Regions from separate parts of the Ovis aries genome. Here region 1 is linked to region 2. The links are chromatin contacts, called in public Hi-C maps. All regions are on one chromosome and are shown on one strand. Each heading gives the region's core, a stretch centred on a gene start, on an enhancer-like site or on the middle of the called end of the contact. The rest is flanking DNA. Distances are from core to core; before and after follow the strand shown.

Evidence for each region. A called contact is a pair of places that touch in the nucleus more often than the background predicts.
Region 1: a contact with region 2 is called in a Hi-C map of hypothalamus, with 6 times the contacts expected there. The contact joins the enhancer-like site here to the promoter of CALM1 in region 2. A contact is called at or near these places in 6 of 16 Hi-C or Micro-C datasets (blood, hypothalamus, liver and 3 more).

The regions. Positions count from the first base shown.
Region 1 is chr7:100,310,376-100,314,401 of ARS-UI_Ramb_v3.0, reverse strand. The region is part of intron 5 of TTC7B (tetratricopeptide repeat domain 7B); the gene reads left to right. Among named protein-coding and RNA genes, the nearest start is that of TRNAC-GCA, 43 kb to the left of the region's middle. Within about 2 kb of position 2,346, at least 23 of the 54 cell types and tissues checked have an H3K27ac peak or open chromatin away from gene starts, as enhancers often do. A contact at or near this core is called in hypothalamus and liver, where this site is marked.
Region 2 is chr7:100,044,926-100,048,943 of ARS-UI_Ramb_v3.0, reverse strand. CALM1 (calmodulin 1) reads right to left here and starts at 2,753. Exons shown (of 5, transcript XM_060418488.1): 1 at 2,567-2,753; 2 at 5-35. The coding sequence starts at 2,569.

The DNA.
Region 1 (4,026 bases), core at 1,097-3,596, 270 kb before region 2:
GTGCTAGTGTGCAGTCACGAATGTGAAGTCAGCATCGTCTGTTTCTCTCTCCGGGGGGTGCACAGCTTACTAGAGGCCACTGGGTGCCTGGTCAGCTCGTGAGGCCGCTGGGACAAGGAGAGGTGGGTGCGCTGTGGGCCTGTGCCCTTACAGTGGCGCAGATACAGATACAAGTGAAAACCGGCGTGTTGAATGTTGTCTGTGCTCAAAACACCTGCACCCTGCGGACAGCACCGGGAGGCGGGAGCGCAGGAAAGGCCTCTGAGCGGGTCTTGGAGGAAGACCCAGGACTCTCCAGGCAGAGAGCGGGGCATGCGGAACGGTGCCTGGGCAGCACAGTTTCTCTGAAACTCTTCTTTTTTTTTAAACCTCACACTCCTCGTTCTGTACACAGCCCTCCCGAGGATGCCAGGCGGGGCACTCCGGGCGTGTTGCCTGCATGTCACTGCTCCTCAGACATCCTGCTGCAGGCCCGGGATGAGGCGGATTCTGTTTAAAGTAACACTTGCTGAGCTGCCTGCTGATCCCTGTGCAGTGAGAAAGGAGGCGGCAAGAAACAGGGAGAAAACGCATGCCCTCAGGGTCTTGGTTCACTCAGCTCCTGGCAGTTGTGAATTTCCCTCGTTCGATAGGTAGTTGTTGAGCACTCTGCAAGCTGGCTCTGCTTGAGGGACAAAGACCTGGGTCCTCAAGGCGCCTGCGTTCTCTTTGGGGATGTGAGGACACGCGTGGCTCCTGGGGCTTCCCTTGTTCACCATTTGTCCTCAAGGAGGAGCCGGGAACCCACGGTGTGATGAAGTTTGGCTCTTCACAACCCCGTGGGCTGCAGCACGCCAGGCCTCCCTGTCCCTCACCGTCTCCCACTTTGCCCAAGTGTGCTCTGTTCTTAGTCGCTCAGTCGTGTCCAGCTCTGCAACCCCATGGACTGTAGCCGCCAGGCCCCTCTGTCCATGGGATTCTCCAGGGAAGAATACTGGAGTGGGGTGCCATGCCCTCCTCCAGGGGATCTTCCTAACCCAAGGATCAAACCCAGGTCTCGTGCACTGTAGGCAGATTCTTTACCGTCTGAGCTGCTGGGGAAGCCCTGCCCAAGTTTGGTGTTCAGTAATTATGAAACAACCTATCACTTAGGTTCAGAACACCAGTTGGTAAGAAGAAACATGGAAAAAGCCAAACAATTTCTTAGCTTTAAGAGATCTACTGTGTTGACTTGTTCTAAAATTGATCTTTAAGGTTCTCAACCACAGATAAGGAGAAAAAATATTGAACCTACGCTAACAAGTAACTTTTCCCTTATGAGCTAGGAATTTGACATCTCGTAAGAAAAGTATTTTATTCACAGCAGAACTATGAGTTTGCATGACAGTGACAGTTGATGCTGAATTTAAGTACACTGGGCTTAAATTGGGTGACCTGGGCCAAGCTCTGAGGCTAGAAGATAATTTGGAAGGACAGACTGGAAGAGGAGGGATTTTATTTTCCCCCTGGCTCCGAAGAAGTGTCTGTGACAATGTAAATGAATGTGAAATAGTAGCTTGAGCTTGCTGTTGAAGTCGCTGCCCATCACGAGGTGAAATGATTCTCTTGTCTCCGAGTTGCTCAGAGACTTGGTTTTCCGTTTGGAGTTTGCTTCTGGAGCTCTGGGTTCCTTCCAGTTTGTCTCCCCCTTGGTTTGACAGTTTAGAGACAGGTGACAGGATTAAAGAGCTGAGTGTGCGGTTCGGAGTCACAGCGGGACAGGACATGAACAGACGCTGCTATACATTTGTACGTGAGAACGTAGATTTCAGAGGCCGGCCGTCAGAAATGCTGATTTCAGGGCCCAGGAGGTCAAGAAGGGACCGGTGCTGGCCAGTCAGTGCCCCCTGGCGGACCTCAGGGCGCTGAGACCTGGGAGGAGGAGGAGGGGCTGGGGGCGCGGGGGAGGGGGAGGGCGCGGGGGAGGGGGAGGGCAAGGGGAGGGGGAGGGCGCGGGGGGGGGGGCGGGGGAGGGGGAGGGCGGGGGGGGGGGGGGGGCGCGGGGGAGGGGGAGGGCGCGGGGGAGGGGGAGGGCGCGGGGGAGGGGGAGGGCGCGGGGGAGGGCGCGGGGGAGGGGGAGGGCGCGGGGTGGGGGAGGGCGCGGGGCGGGGGAGGGCGTGGGGGAGGGGAAGCCGGTAGAAGAGGCGGGAGGAGAGAAGGAGAAGGGAAGCAGGTTAAGGCTGGAGGGGAGCGCAGCCCCGGGACGGCGGGTGCGCCTTCCCCCGCCGGGTTTGCCCCAGCTCGGCTGAGGACACACGGAGCGCTCCCTGCAGCTGGGGCCCGCGCCAAAGCAGGGCTGGGGCCCCCGGCGACGCGGGCGGGTTTCGCCCTCCGGTCAGCCAGCGGGTGCTCCAGGGACTCGCAGGCCCTTTCTCCTCGGTGAGGGCTGAGCTGCTGGGAACCGTCCCCCGCGGAGGCAAGCTCCCCCAGCTCAAGAAGCGGGGTGCAGGAGGTGAACCCCGAGTTCTGACCGCTCGCCAGTGCCCGCTGCCCGAATGCTGGCGAGAGCGTTTTTTTGAGACTCGTTTCCCATAATGAATTCTGACATCATTGCACTCTCTCAGTCAGGGGTGTTGAAACGGAATAAATGACCTCATGTCAAGGGTCTGTGGAAACCCTCAAACCCGGGGCAGTCCGTGGCTCGCTTTCCCTTCGTGTTGGAGTGCAGTTTCTAAGCAGCAGTTCATTCTAGCTGTTTCACGGTGTCAACACTGCAAGAATAAGCTAATAGAGACACGAAAGCAGCCCTGTGGGTTTATTCACGTCCCTCAAACTGGGGGTATTTCATAGCCTCTAGAATGTAATTTTTGCAAGTTAATCTTTTTCTGTTTCTTTCTATCATGATTATCTTAAAAAAATTTTTTTCTGCCGTCATGGCAACCGTGGAAGTGATTGCTTGAATAGAATTATGCGACTACAGAAACATGAATGGTGTAAGAGCTGCTGGTGGTTGCGTGTCTCTGTATTTAGGACACTTTGTTCCTTTTCTGACGTTCAAGCTGTGCGACCTGCCCCCTCCAGCCCCCTCCTGCGGCCGCCAGCCCCGCGCTGGTCCCCGCCCCGCGGTCACTGCGGACTCTGCTGATGAACACAATTCTCCCCGGCTTCGGGAAGCGCTAGACTCCGCCGCCGAAGCTCTTCCCAGAAAAAAGCTGGAAGCAGTTTGAGAAAGCGCCGATTTGCTCAGAGGCAGGGCAGTGCTCGGGGCGCCCTCCGGCGCGGCTGCGGGTGTGGCCGGCCGGGCGGCCGCCGTCCCCGCTCACGGGGACTTCCTGCCGCGGCCGCCGGGGGGCGCCGGCCGTGCGCGGGAGGACCGCCCGGCCCTCGCACGGCGGCTCTGCGCCCGCGGCCCTCAGCTCGGGCGGCGAGCCTCGCCCTGGGCTCCAGGCTGCTTCTCCCGCGACAGCGGGTTCTCCTTCCAGTTTTTGAACCAGTTCCTACGAGTAGCTCATTCGCTGGGATCACTGGAAGCGTCAGATTGGTATCATGTACATATTGATTTGCATTATGTACATATTGATTTGCATATTAATAACGGAAAGCAGGCCTTCCTCCCCGCCTCAGGATTTTATTTTAAACGTTTTATTTTGGGTTAACAATGTCGTGATGGTTTCCGGCGGGCCGCGGAGGGACCCAGCCGCACGTGTGCGCGAATCCGTCCCCCCAGCGCCCCTCCCGCCCAGGCTGCAGGGGGGAGCCCGGCGCGCAGCAGGCCTTGCTGGTGACCCGTTTGCGCGTCCTTCCCAGGCGCCCAGCCATGCCTCCCCCCACCCCTCCCCGCGACCAGAAGTTGGTTCTCTAAGAAGGCAGCCTGTCTTGAGTCCCTCTGCTTTGTTCCCCCTGCGAGCATCGTCCTCGGTCTGAGAGCTGCGGTTCCTCTGTCAGCCAGGTGAGAGCTTTGGCGGAAAGCTCCCAGCTGGCCCTCCCGCTGCTGTGCGACTGAGCGAGCCGCTTCTCTCGTGTCACGGTGGACTAGGCCATGCCGGATCATTTCTAGCTAGAAAATCC
Region 2 (4,018 bases), core at 1,504-4,003:
TTACCAGCAATCTGCTCTTCGGTCAGCTGATCAGCCTGCACAGAAAAAGAAAAGGTTATAATTCAACCCACGGGAGTCTCGAGTCAGCATAGCTTTTCCAATTAAGTCTTTTAATAGTGTTCTTTCTCAGCTGTGAAAATTTCAACCGTGTCATTTAAGAGAAACAATTAGAATGCAGGGAACTCTTTATGCTGTTTTAAAAACAAAGGATGACAAGTTAGACAAGGTCTCACTTCTGGTTTTCTTCTCCGGGCCTACCGGCTCTCCGCTCTGCGGGGGGTCCAACCGGGAGTCAGTTCATCATCTGAGAAATGGCGCCTCTCGTGGCCACAGGCCACTGCAGCAGCCGCAGGGCCGGCTCCGGGAAGAAGAGCGCCGCCTACTGCACGGACGCCGCGCTCTCCGCGGCCATCCACGGAGGGACCAACCTGCCGCGGCCGGCCCTGCAGCCAGGACCGGGGCCAGGTCAGGCCCTCAGCGCACCGTGCACACCGCTGCGGGCACTCCAGATCTCCAAACTGTCGTTACATAATGGCACTGGCTTGGATTAACAGGCTTTTATGTCTATTTTACGAGATACAGTTAAGTGGAAAAATATACACAGCAATGGGTTATCCTACCAACTTCATTTCCATGCTTTCCAATCACTAAAATTAGGCAGTTATTTGTTAAAAGCCTATCATTTAGAACAGCTAAATGTCCTTGGTCAAATTATCCTGATTCAAAAGCCGGGGTGGGGGGAATAATGGAACAGTCCTACAATTGAGCTGTTACAAAACTGCAAAACTGAAGTACACAGAAACTACGTTAATTATGAGGCTGTGCCCTCCTTTTTTTGAGAGGAACTATGAACTCTGCTAGAGGACATTTACTCTACCCTTTTAAGGGTGATCTAAGAGCTGCCCCTAATAAACACTTCACTAGAGGCGGTAATGCCGCGAAGCTAACTCTCCTTGCATCACTTGCTCTCCGCAACGCTGATCCTGGGCCTCCAGCCATGGGGATTTGGGATCTCAAGGACAGATAGTATGTATTTTTATTTTAATGAAGGATGGCTAACGAAACCAGTTCCAAAACAAGTCCTAGTAGAAAGCTAATGGCAGTTTATTCGAACTCGCAAGTGAAAACTTTCACAGGAAGAGTGATGTTCCAACATATTGACTTAGGGGGGAAACATTTTTTTCAAATTTTAACTGTGCCTCCCCTCCTCCCTACCCCAGACACAGCACGCCGGTTTTCTTCATAGCGAAGGAAGGAAACACGAGGATTTATGTAATGCCAGGGCTACGTCTCTGCCTCCTACAACAGGAAGCGCTGCCGGCCACACCTCGCAAGAAAAGCTGTCACCTCGCCGGGGAAGTGTCCTCTGAGAGTGTACATCGAGGCTGTCGGCCCGCCTCGACACTGAGGGACACGCTCACCGCCACACCGCGTCGGCCTCGGGGCAGAGGCGCGGGGGCCCCGCCGAGAGCAGCCACCCCGCCCCGCCGAGCCAGAAAGGCGGGGGGTGATGTCAGCCCTGCCGGCCGGGGGATGGCACACCCGGAGAGGCGCACGGGCGCATCCGGCAGCCGGGGAGCCGCAAAGGAGGCGGAGAGGGGAGGGCATCTCCCCTCGGACGGGAGGGAGCGCGGGCCGCAGAAAGTGCCGGGCGAGGTGGCCCCGGGAGCAGGGTGCGGGGCGCCTCTCCTTCCAGGCCAGGGAGACCACCCCCACGCCCGCCGCGGGCGGGGCCCGAGCGCGCCCCGCGCCTCCCATCCGCTTCTGCCCTGCGCGCCGCCACCTCCCCCGGAGCACAAACTTCGCGTCTCCACTGGAGACCGCGGCGCGCGCCAGCGCTCCTCCCCGCCCCCCGCCCCAGTTAGCACGGCCGAGCGCCTCCCGCGGGGGGGCCCGCCCGGTGCCCCGCGGCCCCGCTCGCCTCTACCGCCGCGCGGGGCGGGTCTGCAGGGGCGCCGGACGCCGCGACGCGGACCCCGGGACGCCGCAGGGCCCCGCCCGGGCAGGGCGGCCGGCCGGCCCGCCGCTTCCGCCCCCGCTGCCCCCCGCCCCGCGCCTTCCTGCCCCCACCCCCCCTCCCCGGCTCCTTCCTTCCCGACCCACGCCCGCGCCGCGCCCCCCGGGAGGGAGGCGGGAGGAGCGCCCCGAGGGGACGGCGGCGGCCCCGCGCCCCGGCCGCGGCGACGTGCGCCACCGGCTCGCTCCGGCCCATTCATTCTCCGCCGCTCGCGAGCCGGGGTCTGGCCGCGGCCCCGCCCGGGCCCCCGCCCTCAGGGCGTTACGGGGGCGGACGACTGAGCGGGTGGGTGCGGGGGCCCGGCCTGGCCAGAACCCCCGCTCGGGGCCGGGCGCGGCCAACCCCGGCCCCACGACGGGCCGAAATGTAAATGGGGCTGCCCAGCCGAGGAAACCGGGATGCAAACCCAGAGCGCGTCCTGAGCCGCAGCGGCTGCGCAACACCCGGAAGCCAGGAAAAGCCACCCAGCGAGGGAAAGACGGGAAGAGACATGATCGGGAGAGCGCGGGCAGGCGGCCGCGGCGCCGGCACTCGCCGCGCCCCACCTACCATGGTGCGAGCGAGGCAGGGAGGCCGAGAGAGCGAGGGTGGCCGCGCCGGGGCCGGGACCGCAGGGCGCCTCCGCTACAGCTGCTGCTGGGGCCCCGTGTGCGCTGAGCGCTGTGCCGTCGCCGACCGCCGCCGCCGCCAACTGCGCTAACGGCTCCGCGCCTGCAAGGCTCCCAGCACCGCCGCCGCGCCGCGAGCCTGCGCCCCGCGTTATATATACGGCGCCGCGTATCCCTCCGCCGCCGCGCCGCCGCCTCGCCGTGCGCCGCGCCGCGAGGGCCGGGCCTCGCTGCCTGGCCCCGCCTCCATCCCCGCCCCCAGCCCTGGCCCCGCCCCGGCGCGCCCGGCCTCCCGCCGACCCTTCGTGCGCGTGGCCGCCGGCGGGGCTGGGACCCTCGCGGAGAAGCGTGGAGGGGCGCGGGGTGCGTGCCCCGAAGAGTGCCCGCAGCTGCCAGCCCCGACCAGGGCGGAGACAGAGCGGATGCGTAGCCGACGGGGGGCGGCCCCGGCTTCAGAAGGCCCCCACCCCGCAGGAGGGACCCCTCTGCCCCTTCCTACCCCCACCACCCGCCCCTCGCATCTCGCGCCCCGGGGCAGCGGGCTGGCCCTGGCCTCGCGGTCCGCCGCTGGGGAGCCGTGGGCAGTTCTGGGGTGGGGGCGGCCGCACCTTTGGCGACCGAGGACAGGGATCTGGAGGGAGCAAGTGTCCTCGCGCAAGAAACTGCTTAGACGTGTGCTTTTCAAGTAATGTCGGAGACAAATGAACATGTATGCTCGATCGCTAAATCCGCGTCATGCTTATATGCTTAGCCAGTCTTACCTTAATGCTTTCACGTTTCCACTGACTTTTTTTGGTATGCTTGAATACTCTACCCCTCCTACTGTACTTTTCTTCCCCTATGGAAAACACTGCTCATCCTGACCCTAGTCTTACTGAAACCAATGTACCCGTGCATCTTCCGTAGACTGTGAAACCCTATGCTTTTTATTTTTATTTTTATGTTAGTTACCTGGTCCTAAGAGATCAGATCTTTATTCGTAGATCCACAGAAACAAAGAAGGAAAAAAAAGATACGTAGAATCCCCTAGATTAGAGTTGGAACACAGAGTTTAATTGACTCTACTATAGAGCACGACCATTTTTTAAATGCACAATCTTAATTATATTTCCTTTCAAGTAGTATTTTAATCTAAAATTTACTCATATTTTCAATTTTCTGTATAGCAGAAAAAGGACCATATCAGTTATAAATGTAAAGCCCAAAACTTTGTAAAAATCTTGACAAAATGCTGCAGTTTCTCTTCTTGCCAAGGCAGAGCACAGAATCTGATCTTCTGTTTACAGGGCCTGGGCAACAGTTGCAAGTCATTATCTGCGTACTCCTTCAGAGAATGTGGCAAAGTGTGTGATTGACAAGCTCTGCTAGAAAGGGCTTCGCTTGGTTATGCTTG